Linked DNA regions of Gossypium arboreum: region 2 is linked to region 1. Evidence: chromatin contacts called from public Hi-C data. All regions are on one chromosome and are shown on one strand. The core of a region is the stretch at or near the end of the contact, and the rest is flanking DNA. Distances in the headings are between cores, read along the strand shown. Region 1 holds the start of LOC108482583 (probable F-box protein At2g36090). Region 2 holds the start of LOC108461713 (subtilisin-like protease SBT3.5).

Region 1 (7,241 bases), core at 3,050-5,549:
CGTAACTCAAGTTGCATAGCGACGTCTTCCAATGTGATAGTGCACTCCCCGCATGGCATAATGAAGGTGTGGGTCTCTGTACACCACTACTCAACCTAGGCGGATATTAAGTTTGCCCTCAGTCAAACCTCTGGATCAATGCGACGTCCCCAAATCCCGCCAACTATAAGTATGGCATGATCCACTCGTCTGGATCATACTTGAGAAAATTAAACTACGACCTCAAAACTCGATACCTATCCTGTATGGTAAGTTTTTTTATAAAAATATGATAAATCAATTATCTATATAATTTAAACATAAAATTATATATTGAAGAGTAAAATTGAAAGGTTGAGAAAATAAAAACATCACACTTATACTATACCAACGTAGTCATTCTAAGTATTTTTATTTAAGTTAAATTAAATAAGTAATAATATATTAATAATAGAATGAAGATTTGTCATAAAATATTAATAATAACACGTAGAAATCAAATGTGATTATTATGTCCTAATCATAGTTAAGCATTAAAACTAAAGGCAACTATATAACTACAAAAAGTACATAAAAATAATAATAATGTCCTAAAAACTATAGGTGGCATGGGTAAATATAAAAATAAAAAAAACTTATTTTTATTGAATTGATATCTATAATAATACATAGAGTTTTACATATAATATAAACTAGGTATATTCAAACTCGAAAATTTATCTTACAAATAAAAATTTTATAAAAAAATCACTCGTTAAAGACAAATATAACTTTTTGTCCCCACAAATAGAACCAAACACAAGAAATAGTAAAATTAAGCAAAAGGTCCTCATATTAAAAAATTAATATATAAATTTATGAATGTATACTAAAATTAAAAAAATTATAACTAACACGTAGAGATTAATTTCACGCAAGAAAATAGCTAAAATGAATAATAAAAACTAAATAGAGATCAGTTTCATGTAATCAAAATACGTTGAGCAGAGTAGCGATTAGCAAGAAAAAAGGAGAAACTAAAATGATTTTTTTATTTAATTTATAATTAATTTTATTGTTTCGTTGATCCTCGTTGAAGTGTGATTCATATTTGCTCCAGAAGACATTTTGATATCTACATAATATAAAAAAACATAAATACAATATAATTAACTACTATATTACAATAACTATAAAATATAAAAATAAAAAATAAAATTTTAAAAAACTTACTTTTTTTTCCCTTTTCTTCCTTCCTTATAAGGGGGACCAAATCCCACCTTATATAACATTTATCTTTTTTTTTAATTAATATTTAGGTTTATGACTGGTCACATTGCCGATATCATTGACACGATGTGACCAAATATAATATATTTTTAATTTTTAATTTAAATTTTTACTTTTTAATATATATATTAAATAAAGTCATTTTTAATAAATAAATCCTTTTTAACAAATATTTTTCTATTTTTTAATTAATTCAAATTTCAATTTTTAATAAAATATTATTTTTAAAATTTTAAATAAAATTTAAAAAGGTTTGAATATATTTAAAATAATTAAAAATCATAATTTAAAAATTATATGTAGATTTAAAAATAATTAAAATTTAAAATATACATTTAAAATATTATAAAGCTAATAATAAATTTGAAAGATCATATCTTTAAAACATTTAAATGTTTTATATTATTAAAAATATATTTAAAATTAAAAAATAATATTTAAAATTTTAAAAATAATTTCAAAAATATATATTTAAAATTAAAAAATATTATAAAACATTTTAAATATACATTTCAAATTTTTAAAATCAATAATAAACAAATAAATAAAATAAATAAGGACAAATAAAAACTTAAAGAAAGTAAATAAATAAATAAATAAAGAAGAAAAAGCAATCAAACAAAACAAAGAATCTGACAAGAAAAAAAAATAAAAAATTTGCCCAAACTGTTTGAAACTTTGAATAGGGAAATAGCCAATAGGGTGTCAAGAAATTTTTTTAAAATTTGGTAGCGTTATTTTATTTGGCTCCACCACAAAAAATTAAAATTTCTCAAGTCTCCCTTTTAGTTTTAAAAATTACAGTATTTTTTTAGTATTTATACAAGTAGCGTCATTTTAAATGGCTCCACAAAAAAATTAATTTTTTAATGTAGATTACTGACGTGGCATGTTGATAGCACCGAACACTTTGACTCCACTAATTTTTACTGTAGATTTTAGGTTATTTTCATATTTTATCAAAAAAATAGATTATTTAAATAATTAATTAATTTTTTAAGGTTATTTTTATTAAAAAAGCCCTATTTCCTTCTTCATTCTTTTTATTTTGACTGACCACGACATTCTCTTTTTCAAGTAGGTTTTCCTTCTATTTACTAATCATAATGAAATCACAAAGTTAAACCAATGGGTTTTAATTAGTAGAACTCGGTTTCTAGTTTGGGTGTGAATTGAAAATGAATGGTTTCAAAATTTTAATAATTTTTACAGATATTAATTTCTTTTTGAAATTTTTAATAATATTTTATAATTTACACTTTTTAACAAATTTTCATATATATATATATATATATATTTATAGATTTCTTGAACTTTTAATACATTTAATATTAATTTTTTAATTTTTAGAATATTTAATTTTTAATTTTTGAAAATAATTTCCACGTCTGACATATATATTTTTTTAAAAACGCCACATCTAACATTTTAGGTTACTATTAGTATAGTATAGATGTATAAATATAATATAGATATATTCTTAAAACTAAAAATAAAGCTCACTATTTAAAATCCATTGAGCCTGAAATTAAATTTATCAGCCCATTACGAAGAATGAGCCTCTCATTAAACCCTACTTAAAATGGATACCCTCTTCTCCAATAAGTATGCCGTACCCAATTCAATCCTATATATCTGCCCAAATCCATAGGCTGGACCAAACCCATCAACATCATTTAACTTGGGAAACTCTCAAATTTTCATTTTGATTTGTCAAAGGTTGTGGATTGCAACATCATAACAGTCTGTAATTGATGAAACAAGTTAAAACACAGTTTAACATGAATAATTATTTGTCCTAGAAACAGTGTGCTTTGCAATGGTTACTTAAGTTGTCATTGGACCATATAATAAATGGGTAAAATTCGGTACCCTAAAATTAAGAGGATTACTACTTCAAAAGATATACAAAGCCAATCAGCCATGGTTTCTTCGAGCTTCTTTTTCCTTATAATCTCTTGCTTTCGTCCCTCAAATTGTATGTAACCCTTTTTAACAGCATGACGATTATTACTTCGTGAGCAATATAGAGCTTGGTTCAAGATGATTAAACTCTTGCCACCATTTACATATGCTCCACTAGTGTCCTCAATGTGCATACTAACCTCTTTCGATCTCAAATACCCATGTTTTTCCTCTATGTTGCATCTTGCCACTATAAGACACTTGGCCAAGTTGTGAGGCAGTTGTAGTCTCTCTTGGACTGGGATAATGCACCCAAAATGTAGAATATAGTCACCATTGGAAGCCCATATTTTCTTCACCGACAATGGCTTCCAGCTTGATAGATTTCCAGCTTTTCCTCTCTTCTTGTCTAATAACACCCAACTTAATCGAATCCCTTCTTTTAGTTCATTGCAACGATCATCTGCTTTTCCCACAAGTGATATGAAGTCATGTCCATCGTCACCGTCTTCGATATCTTCATCATTAATATCTGAGGGTACCACTTTGAATGGACAGTTCAATACCCAACTCATAAGACCAGTTGTTGTGTCATCATCTTGGCCGAAATCGGTTTCCATTGGTATGCCGTCTAAGACACTGGAAGTAATACATTTTTCTCTATAATAAACATCTATAAACAAAGCAAAATTAGACGGGGAAATAAGGGTTGGTTGTATAGGAAAGTAATTGTTGGCATCTTTGTGATCATTCGAAATAAGAGGATAAGAATCAGCATAGAATCTGCGAAAACCATCCGTTGATGATGAAATAAGGTGTTGGGCTTCGTCGAGTGCAGTGGAAGGCCATGTGGAATTACACAATTGCTTCCATAACCTTTGGTTTCGAGCTATGCCTCGAAGGTCAGAACATGTGCAGGCAGCTGAGGCCAGGGTTGAACCATCTAGTCGAGCCATGATGTCAGCTAGGATATCCCTGCTTAAGCACTTCAAATCACATTTCAAATGCTCCATCATTTTTTTTTTTTTTTGCCTACTATGGATACGCTCCCACTTGTTTATATAACAGTCATTTGACCCATCTAGCCGTCCATAGAGATGATGTATGACCATGAAACACACCATTGACCAACGTGATACAAGTCAGTAGCCGCGTTTTACAGGGTTTAAATTTCTTCCATAAATCCGTGGGACAATCCACAATTAGGCCAAAGATAGTGAACCGCCAACTGCAGGGTTGGCTTGCCAACTTTGAAACTTTGCCAAGTTCAAACAGCCAAATTCTTTAAATGGAAAACACCATTAGGTTCGTCCAAGCTATTAAGTTGTAACCTCTATACTAGACTGCCTAAGCCCGTAATTAAGTGATGGCTTTGTGAAGTTGAAAAGTCATTTATCATATTAAATGAAAGTAAGTGAGAGGTTCATCTGTGCTATTATTCATATTATTCCCTAATCATCCATCAATCAATTCAGCTCAAAAAAAAAATCCATCTTAAATTTTTATTAGTGTTGGATGCTTTAGTATATAAATTTATAATTAATACTTTTTTAACAGGTAATCAAATTTGTTAACAAGTGTCATAACGTTCACTAAGTATATAAAAATTTATATGCTAGTTAACAAAAACAAATCAACTTTTAACTTAATTTGATTGATTCATTCTTAAGATATCATCAAATAATTAAATAGTCTTAATAATTTATATTATTAGGGTTGAGAGAATGGGATCAAAATGTTGGTTGCATAGAACTTCATGTAATTCGTGGGGAATGGTTGTTACGGACGAAAAAGGAAAGCTGCCCAACATTTTGGCACTATTGTGAAAGAAATGGAAGCTCTTTATTGTGGACGAATTTCATTAACTAGAAGCAAAACTGCAATTAACCAGTTTAATTGATTCAAAGCTAAAGGCTTCTATATATTTAGGTACAATAGTTGCCCATAAACATTAAGGAAACCAAAATACGTGAAATTCAAGGCAAAAGCTCTTTGAATTTGCCAAGTGGCAATGCATTAGTTTCAAGTAGTTTGGACATGGACCCTAATCTTCTGTTAGACACAGTTCTCCTCCTTTATTAAAAATAGTGAAGAATTTGAAGGAATTCCCTACTATAATATGTTGGTGCAAAATTGTTTGTCGGTAATCTTGATTTGTTTATACTAAGATTGATTTTTATTCTAAGTTCAAGATTTATGAACTTTTTACTATCCTTTATTAAGAGGATATTAATGGACAAGATTGACAAATTGATATCAAGCAATATGATATAATTTTAAAGTTATCTTATTCTCATTTCAAGGATATTTTATCACTACGATAGCGCTTGAAGTATTTTAATGGAAGCTTCATCCTCCATTGTGGAGGAAATAATAAAACACTACATAGTTCATCTTGGGAACCCATTTCACTGGTGTAAATAGAAAGAAAACTGTCCATCGATTGAGAGTGATTTTACCAACTTCAATAGGAGAGGTCGAGTGTTGAGAGAACTTACATGAAGTGTAGGAGACAAAGGTTGCAATAATCCATGGATTGATTAATCTTAAATTAGCACTTGTATTCAGCTTTTTTAGTGGATTCAACTTTGAGTGAAGCCTAACATAGGTGGTTCACGAATTGCATAAACATATTTGGTGTTCTTTAGTTTTTGTTTGTTGTTCATTGTTCTATTGCTAGTCACAAAAATCGATACAACAATTTATGTAATAATTCTTTAGATTTTTTTATAATTTTTTGAGATGTAATTTTAATAATTATTTAATTTAATATTTACAAAAAAATCATATTTACACCAATCATATATTCGAATTATTCAAATTATAAAATTTAATTCGATTCAAAATCGAAACTCGAACTACTCGATTCGATTAACTTTTAGTTTGTATTTTTTTTATTTTTTTCAAATGCAATTGAATTTTGATCATATTTTTTTACCGGAGGTTGAGGTCGATTAGATTTTTCAGTGCAATTTTTTACGAGGGGTTGAGGTCGATCAGATTTCTTCAGAAAATATTTTCCCGGGAATCCCGGGATATCTGATGGATGAGTGAGATATTGTAGGAGTTGAAAGTGGTAGAAGGAAAATGCCACGTAGGACGCGTTTTCAATGCACTATAGAAAAATGCATTGAAAACGCGTCCTACGTGGGGCATTTTCCCTCTACAAAATTCAACGCATGCAAACTTCCCACTTACCTAGGAAATTTTTCTGAATCAATTGCCACTCACCCACACTCTATAAAAGGATGGCTTTTAGCATTGAGTGGCATAAGGAATTTTTGAACAACCAAAATTGCAAGAAGAATCGGAAGAAGAGAAAGTTCACAAGGCATTTCATAAGGTATAATTTGGAGCAACCATGCAATTGCATAAAGTAAGGATCAATTTTTATTCATATATAATTACAACATTATTTTTCTGCATAATGATTTTGTTTTGAACATGTGGAACAGGTTATTTCATTGAAAATGAGTGGAGAAATTAATTCTATTGTTTATTACGACGGTGAAGCCTGTGACACTAAGAATAGGGTCATTTTTTATCGGAGAATACAACGCGATTGGATTTTAACCCGAACATACAATTGATAGAGATGTGAGGAAAAATTAGGCAAAAATTCATTGGATCCAACCAGATGAGAGTATTATCACTGAAATATCGATTTTGTGTTTCAGTCGACCCCGTCAAATATGACGTTTTCAATACTAGAGGCATATGGGGGTCGAAGGTGATAGGGCAAACGCATATTGCTAGTGGATCACCAATACTCGAGTTATGTGAAGTTTGAAAACACAGATGAAGGCGCTCGAAGGTCAACATATGTTCCAGTTAAAGGAGCCAGAACAGAAGAACAAGCCGAACGTCCAACGACACAGTTGTGTGGTGGGTTCACTGCTTTGTTAGAAAATTCATATTATGATATCCTACAATCATCAATGGGAAGACACTCACCGGTTTTAGCCTTAGATTTCAACCGTGATAGGCAAAACATCCAATAGTTAGGGTTTGAAGGTAACACAGAATATTGGACCCCAATATGACATTCAGCTGGTTGTTTTGATTTGAACTTTGGACAGCCGAGGTTT
Region 2 (7,241 bases), core at 1,725-4,224, 320 kb after region 1:
TCACTGTTACTTTTCTTTTCAGGTATGGGATGGTGATGGATGGAAGGTTGAGGTTCAACTCATTTAGTCTATTTTTGGTACAATTGGCTTTGGTCTGGGTTAAACCACTCACAGACTTGCTACTGAACCCAGTGCCGCAAAGGAAATTGACATAATCGTTTGTTTCAATGTCATAGATGAGCCCTGGATCAATAGCTCTATTGGGATTTACTACTCCACCGCCTATATCAAATGGGTCAGCTACCTTGGGAGTTGAGCCCTCCTCGGCTATGTTTGATCTATCAGTTCCTTTTTGGGAAGCTGCAGCGTTAAGCTAATGGTTATAGTTGAGGGAAGAAAAGATTACACCCTTAAAGTGTATGAAAAAATGTCAATATAGGAAGTAAAATTTGTTCACCTGTGGTGACTAGAGCTGATCTTATTGCAGCTGGAGACCAGTTCTTATGTACAGATTTGATTAGAGCTGTTATGCCTGCAATATGGGGGCAAGACATTGAAGTTCCTGACAGTAGTGCAAATTTACTACTTTTTTTTGCGCCAAATGGTATATATGCAGCTATGATGTCCACGCCTGGTGCAGCTATGTCGGGCTATATATCGTAATTAGACAAAGGAAAACTAATTCTTACTGCAGTTAAAAGAAGAATGATGGAATTGGGAGTTTATAGCTTGTTAAATTTACCTTTAGCACTATTGGGGAAATTGAACTAGGTCCTCTGCCTGAGAAATCTGCAACTTTAGGAGATACCCATTTCCCTATAATTGTCTTTGGAATACCTAACTTGGCAATTGGATACCTTAAAAGAGAGGTGGAAAAGGTAAAGGAATTTAAGTGCTAAAGTCATACTATATTTATTGATTCTTCACTTTCTTAATTTATGTATACCTTGCTTTTCTTATATAGGATAGTATCTGAGTTCCTACTTCATAATCTACTTTAATGCATGGTATATAATGACATGACTCAAGTCCATCACTCCTATATTGCGCAAAAATAAGCCCTACCCCTCCTGCTTCTGCCACTGAAATTGCAGCACTAAATATATTCTGAGTACTTGATTGTGAAAAACAAAGTATGATCTGTCCTGCTGCTAATGTTGCATTCAGACTTCCTCGCTTGCACCCCAGGCTAGAAAAAGTAAATGTATCTCACCAGATGTATGAAAAAATAACATATATGAAAAATCATTTGACTAGATCAAAAGATAGGCCTAACGCTGAATCATCGCTATCATTTAAGGCAATGCGATCAGAGAATGTAATGCCAGTGAATCCATGGTTATGCATTCGAGTGTCAACAGATTGTCCCTGCAAGACAATAAGATTATTATGGAAAAAAGGACTGTATTGTTTGATTAATCTAGTGCTAAATTAAGATTTACCCAAAGGGTGTGGTTATTTCCTAGTGTAATGGCTGTTGGGAAGGCCCTATCTATGGTAGTAGCAGCAACAGTGATAATCCAAGGAGCAGTGTTCTCAACTGTCATTGCAGTAGGACCATCATTCCCTGCGGAGCAAGCTACAGTAATGCCCTTTGCAGTTGCATGAAAGGAACCAATTGCAATCGAATTACGTTGATCTGCGTAAGAGAACAAAGGTATAGAAAGGCCGATGGACACCGATAGGATATCGACTCCATCTTGTATGGCTTTGTCAAATGCTTTGAGAAGATCAGCATCAGTGCACCCTCCATGTCCAAAAGACCAACAAACCTTGTAAACTGCCAAGTGAGCTCGTGGAGCACCTCCCCTAGCCAAACCAGCAGCTAGTCCTTCATAGTTTGCATTTACTACAAAATTACCAGCTGCTATAGAAGCTGTATGAGTACCATGCCCTGAGCTATCTCTTGCTGATAGAATATCCTTTCCATTACTTATATTTATAGGTGTTTGGTTTTGATCCAAGATGCCTTTGACGAACCATCGAGCTCCGATAAGTTTCTTGTTACAGTTTGAGGAGTTGAACAACTGTCCCTCTTGGCATATACCTTTCCAATGAGATGGAATTAGATTCATACCCCTATCATTGAAACTCTCAGATTCTGGCCACACTCCTACAATCATGGTTTCCAAATTTATCAGCCTTTATATTGAGCCTTGTAAGTGTAGAGATTTATTTATTACCTGAGTCTATTACTCCAATGATTATTCCTTCACCCATGTTGCTTTTAGTTAAAAGATTTGTTGTAGAATGATCATTTAGCCCCATGAAGTCCCAACTTCTAGTTGTATGAAACTTGTGAACTTGATTAGGAATCACTTGGACAACACCAGGAAATGCTGCAATTTGTAAGTAATTTTTCTTAGTTTTTAAAGTTTTAGATGTTAAAATAAAACAAAAGCTAGGAAATTATATCACCTTCAATTTCTTTTGCCTGAGAATCTGTCAACCTGGCTGCAAACCCAGAAAAGCCATGTTTATAGCTATAAAGCATTGAACTTTTTGCTGCTTCCTTGCTGAGATTCATCCAAAATAGAAAAAGGAGCAAAGCTTTTGTTATTCTTTTTTTATTGAAATTTAGTGTAAATGTAAATTTAGAATACCTTCCAAGCAAGTCGGACAACATTTTGTAATGAAACATTTTGGTAACAGTTGGATCTTCATTTTCTTTCTCTCCCATGTACACAATATGCACCTGTGACATTGGCATTTATGTGCACAACACCAAACTTAAGTAATAAAACAAAATAAAATAAAAGCCACACCTGACTTAATTTCTGAAGTTGTATGCAGATATATGCTTACATTGCTTATGGCAGCCTTTGGAAAAGTTGACAAAAATTGAATTGAAACAAGAGTGAGAACAACAAACAAGTTTAATTTTGTATCCATAAACTAATCTTATAAGAAAAAACATATAAAGAGTTTCCAGTTCTAAGTTTGTTTATTGTTACAACATATAAGGAGTTTCAATAAGTTAGTTATCCCTGTATCCTTGAGCAAAGCTTCACCAACACAAAGTGGAAAGTGGGGAACATACTTTTCAGACCACACTTTCAATCTTTTATTTTTTTTTTTATATTCTTTATGTTTATTTTACTATTTATGTTCATGGTTCGTAATTATCCCTCTCAAAAATTTCATTTTCAATGTTCGAACATGTATTTCCTCTTTAGATGTTTAATGTGTCTGACTACTACACCTACACTTATTTGTGATCTTTATGTTTAATCAATAGACACTGTTGGTTTGGACTTTAGAGATGATTGAGTAAAAATTAATTCACGGTGTAAATCATATGAAACTGGGAATCATGAATAGTATGTTAATAACATAACTTTTTTTTATTCACTTTTCCATAAAGTTGGACAATATCACTTTTTATATGGAAAACTTTCCTAAAAAGATGAAATGATAGCTTTCTCTACTTTATCCTATATCTTTTTCCTTCTAGTTAAAGCTGCTGGTATTACTGTAGGCCAAGACATACACTTTATGCTTTTAATTATTCTATGGTATATGATGACCAATCTTATAAATAATTTTTAATGCACAATAAACTCAATTTTATAAAAGTTTGAAGATGATTCCCACAATCTAAAAAGATTGTTAAAATTCTTTTAAACAAAATTCAAGAAAAAAATTCAAAGAGAATTTATTAACTCAAGAGAGAAAGTCGTTGAATAATAAATGAATTCATTCTTGTGTACAATGTAGAGGCCTTTTTATAGGCTAACTAAATACATCTAAATAAAACTTTCAAGTATACTAAAATTCTAATTAATCTAAACAACAAGTAGTTTTAAGCTAAATTGTCTTGTTGCCGTAAAACTCCTAAATAACTTAAAATACTTAAAATTATCCAAAACTCAGAATAAATAAATAATAAAACTTAATAAATAAAATATTGGGATCGTATATAATAAAAATTAAGCCTGAAACTCAAGTCTAATAAGATTTAAACTCGAATAAAAAGTCTAGAATGCGTAATTTCTGTAATAATCCCGTCCAAAAATTCTGCTCGTGCAGTCTTCACTAAAATGGTCATAACTTAAACTCCTGGACTCGAAATCGAGTGATTCAAAGTGCGTTTCGAAACTAAGAGATAGGTATTTAAACGTTATGTAGACATCAATGCCTAGATCCCATAAAAATATCTGTCGCAAGTTGACTAATCTTTTTAGCTTGAAAATTGACACTTTGGTTGAACTGACTTTAATAAATTTCACTTATTACGTTCCCTCTCTCCTCAAAAAGTTTCATCCTCACATATTGTCTTTGATCAAATATTTATTTGAATTGCTTGACCTTTGACTTTGTTATTGGGCCTTAAGGTAGTGTAAGCCCATCACATTCATGGGCTTTGAGCTCGCATCAGGATGTCTACATGAACCAACTAAACTAAACCCGGTTGTAATGAAATTGATTTTGTTTCCAAAAAGTATAGATTTCGGAAACCTGTATAATTATCTGCTAGCCTTCCAATGAATGGTTGATGAATGATTGAAAGTTTGGACTCTCCCTAATAATGTAGACCCTATCCAAATCCTTTCTAGATTCCAAGCCCATGATTTTCAAAGTGGTGCTTTTGCTTTTGCTTTTGCTAGTTTTTTTTTTTTCTTTTCTTTTCTTGTTTCTCTGGAGGTACTATCTTTAAAGGGAAACAAAAAAAGCACTGCTTTGAGGAAAGGAACCAATGCAATTGAGCAATACACAACGATTAAAGATGTAAAAAAGGGTTGACAAATTGGAGTTACGAGAGTGGAGGACTTGAAGAAAGTTGTTGTGAGAGAATTGACAAGTTGGAGGTGATATGCTGATAATGTCCATAACTAACATCTCTATATATTCCCATATCTATATCTCAAAAAGCATTAGCATTGAGTGTTCACCTCTAAACTCCCATCCTGAGTTCAAGTCGCAAAAATCATCTGTGTATGGTGTACTTGTGTGATAATTGAGTAACTTATCATACGAATGTGAGTTGTATAACAAAAAAAAAAAAAAAAAATTTGGACGTTAACAACTTAAAAGAATAAGAATCCAAAGCAACATAAACAACCCCACTTTCTCATTATGGACCAGTTGTTGCCCTATTCCAACTTTTAAAAATGGAATCAATGTGAAGATGAAGAGATACAATCATGCACTAGTAGATGGTGACCCATCTTGTACATCACAAAGTTATAAGATAGTTTATTGTACCCACAAATCTTCGAACATCAAATATTCATTACAATGCACAGTACAATTATTTAAACTTTGTTTTAGTTGTAATCCCCTTTTTTTTTCCTTTCAATGAATAACTAAAAAGAGTGGAAGTGTTTAATTTTCATCTGCATAATTTTGTAAAATTTGTGGTATTGGCCACCAATTTTCCATTTGAGCCGACTCATTTGCCCATGAGAATTTGTGGTCTTGGCCACTAATTTTCAATTTGAGCTGACTCATTTGCCCATGAGAATAGATATATAATCTTATCCAATTTCATCAACAATTTCAAAATTGATTTATCCACAAGGCCTAAGTTTGAAAGTAATTTCCCATTATTCACAATACAACAATCCATCCAAAACAAGTCTTTTCGAAATTAGCTAATTATTTTAAAGGTCAATACTACAACTTTAATTTGAAAAGTACTTTAAATGTTAAAAATTCAATCAATTTTACTATTTTAATTTAAAATTTCTAGTCTAATCATTATTTTTGGTTTATAATTTCTTTCAAAATTTATCAATTTAACATGTTCGTATTTTGGCAATCATATGCAATGTTATATGAGTCAGTCTATTCAACATGTCAAGTACTCAAATTCTGATGAGAAATACTAATAATGTTAATGATTGAACTAATATTTTTAAATCATAAAAGTAAAACAACTTAAATTTTTAACTTTTTAAGCACAGTGACTAAATTTTAAATTTTGTCTAGTAGGACTAACTTTAGTAATTTCATATGTTACTATAGTATAAATCAACAATGCATATTGTCGATATGTCCGAGTGGTTAAGGAGACAGACTTGAAATCTGTTGGGCATTGCCCGCGCAGGTTCGAACCCTGCTGTCGACGCTTTTTATTATTATTTTTCCTTCTTAGACTTCCATTCATGGGCCTTAACATCCTTAGTCCTTCTCTTGAAATTCCTGGGCCTTAATACCTTTGACCCCAACAAAAGTCAAATTCATGTTATTTTTACTGAATTTATGTAAAAATCTTTTATTTTAAAATTTATTATAAGTGGAATTGTAAATAATTTATGTATAAATATTATTAAATTAATATATGATTTTTAAATGTTGTATTCATTGATGATTATATACAAGTAACAATATTAGTTATAGAAAAATATTAAATACTAAGAGCTCTATGTCAAATATTTAACGTGAAAGATATAATATTTTTTTTATAAAATAGGTATATTTGATTTGGGATTATGTCGCAAATTTAATATTAAATTTTAGGCTATGTTTGATAAATTAAAAATATAAGTGTTGAATTTAATTCATAAAACATGTTTAGTATTTTATTTAAAATTAAATATTAAATATGATTTGATTTGATTGTTTGATAAATGATAATATAATTTTGAAGGAAATTAATAGAATTAAAACTATTGAATTTATTCTCTATTAATTGATAAGTAGGTTCTTATCTACCTATCATTTTCTATATTTTTTTTTTGTGAGTTATCAAAATTAAATTGCTGTAAACATTAATTTTCAATTAATTGAATTTTTCAACGCTTGATAGCATTACTTACTTTTATCAAATCTAGTAGACTATCCATTGAAATTCAAAATAATTTAGAAAACAATAATGATAATGAATTTCTAACCATCAAGGCATGACTCTGTTCAGTTTAAGTTGAGATCAGAAAATGATTGTATATATTATAATTTAAACTTTAAATTTATTAAAGGCTAATTTTATACATCATTAAATAAATAAAAAGAATGATTGTATAAATTAATAGATATGCATATAATTAGAGCACTCTAATTATTTTAACAATTTTAAAAAAAAACTTGAAAATTGAGAAAATAAAATTGAATTTTTCAGTTACAATAATGTATAACTACTATTTTAATAATTACACTTCTTTGTAATTACATTGTGGTGTACAAACACATCTAATTAATAAATAAAAATATTATAGAGTGAGTGGTAAATCACATTACACTCCTAAAAGAAAACTTAAATATAAAATCTAAAAATATCATTATCAAAATAACAATTATAAACTTCAAAAAGAAATTAATTCCCTTGCCCATTATCCTTTAAATGAATCTTGTGTTCCATG

The links. A called contact is a pair of places that touch in the nucleus more often than the background predicts.
Region 2: a Hi-C map of leaf shows a contact between it and region 1, with 6 times the contacts expected there. The contact joins the promoter of LOC108461713 here to the promoter of LOC108482583 in region 1. A contact is called at or near these places in 2 of 5 Hi-C or Micro-C datasets (both in leaf).

The regions. Positions count from the first base shown.
Region 1 is chr1:28,498,983-28,506,223 of ASM2569848v2, forward strand. LOC108482583 (probable F-box protein At2g36090) reads right to left here and starts at 4,300. Exons shown (of 1, transcript XM_017785714.2): 1 at 2,924-4,300. The coding sequence starts at 4,277. The coding sequence ends at 3,084.
Region 2 is chr1:28,818,093-28,825,333 of ASM2569848v2, forward strand. LOC108461713 (subtilisin-like protease SBT3.5) reads right to left here and starts at 2,975. Exons shown (of 10, transcript XM_017761633.2): 1 at 2,746-2,975; 2 at 2,544-2,635; 3 at 2,359-2,456; 4 at 2,124-2,279; 5 at 1,383-2,053; 6 at 1,217-1,308; 7 at 887-1,129; 8 at 683-797; 9 at 398-590; 10 at 1-300. The coding sequence starts at 2,832. It overlaps TRNAS-UGA (transfer RNA serine (anticodon UGA)), which reads left to right and starts at 5,929; the gene lies at 5,929-6,010.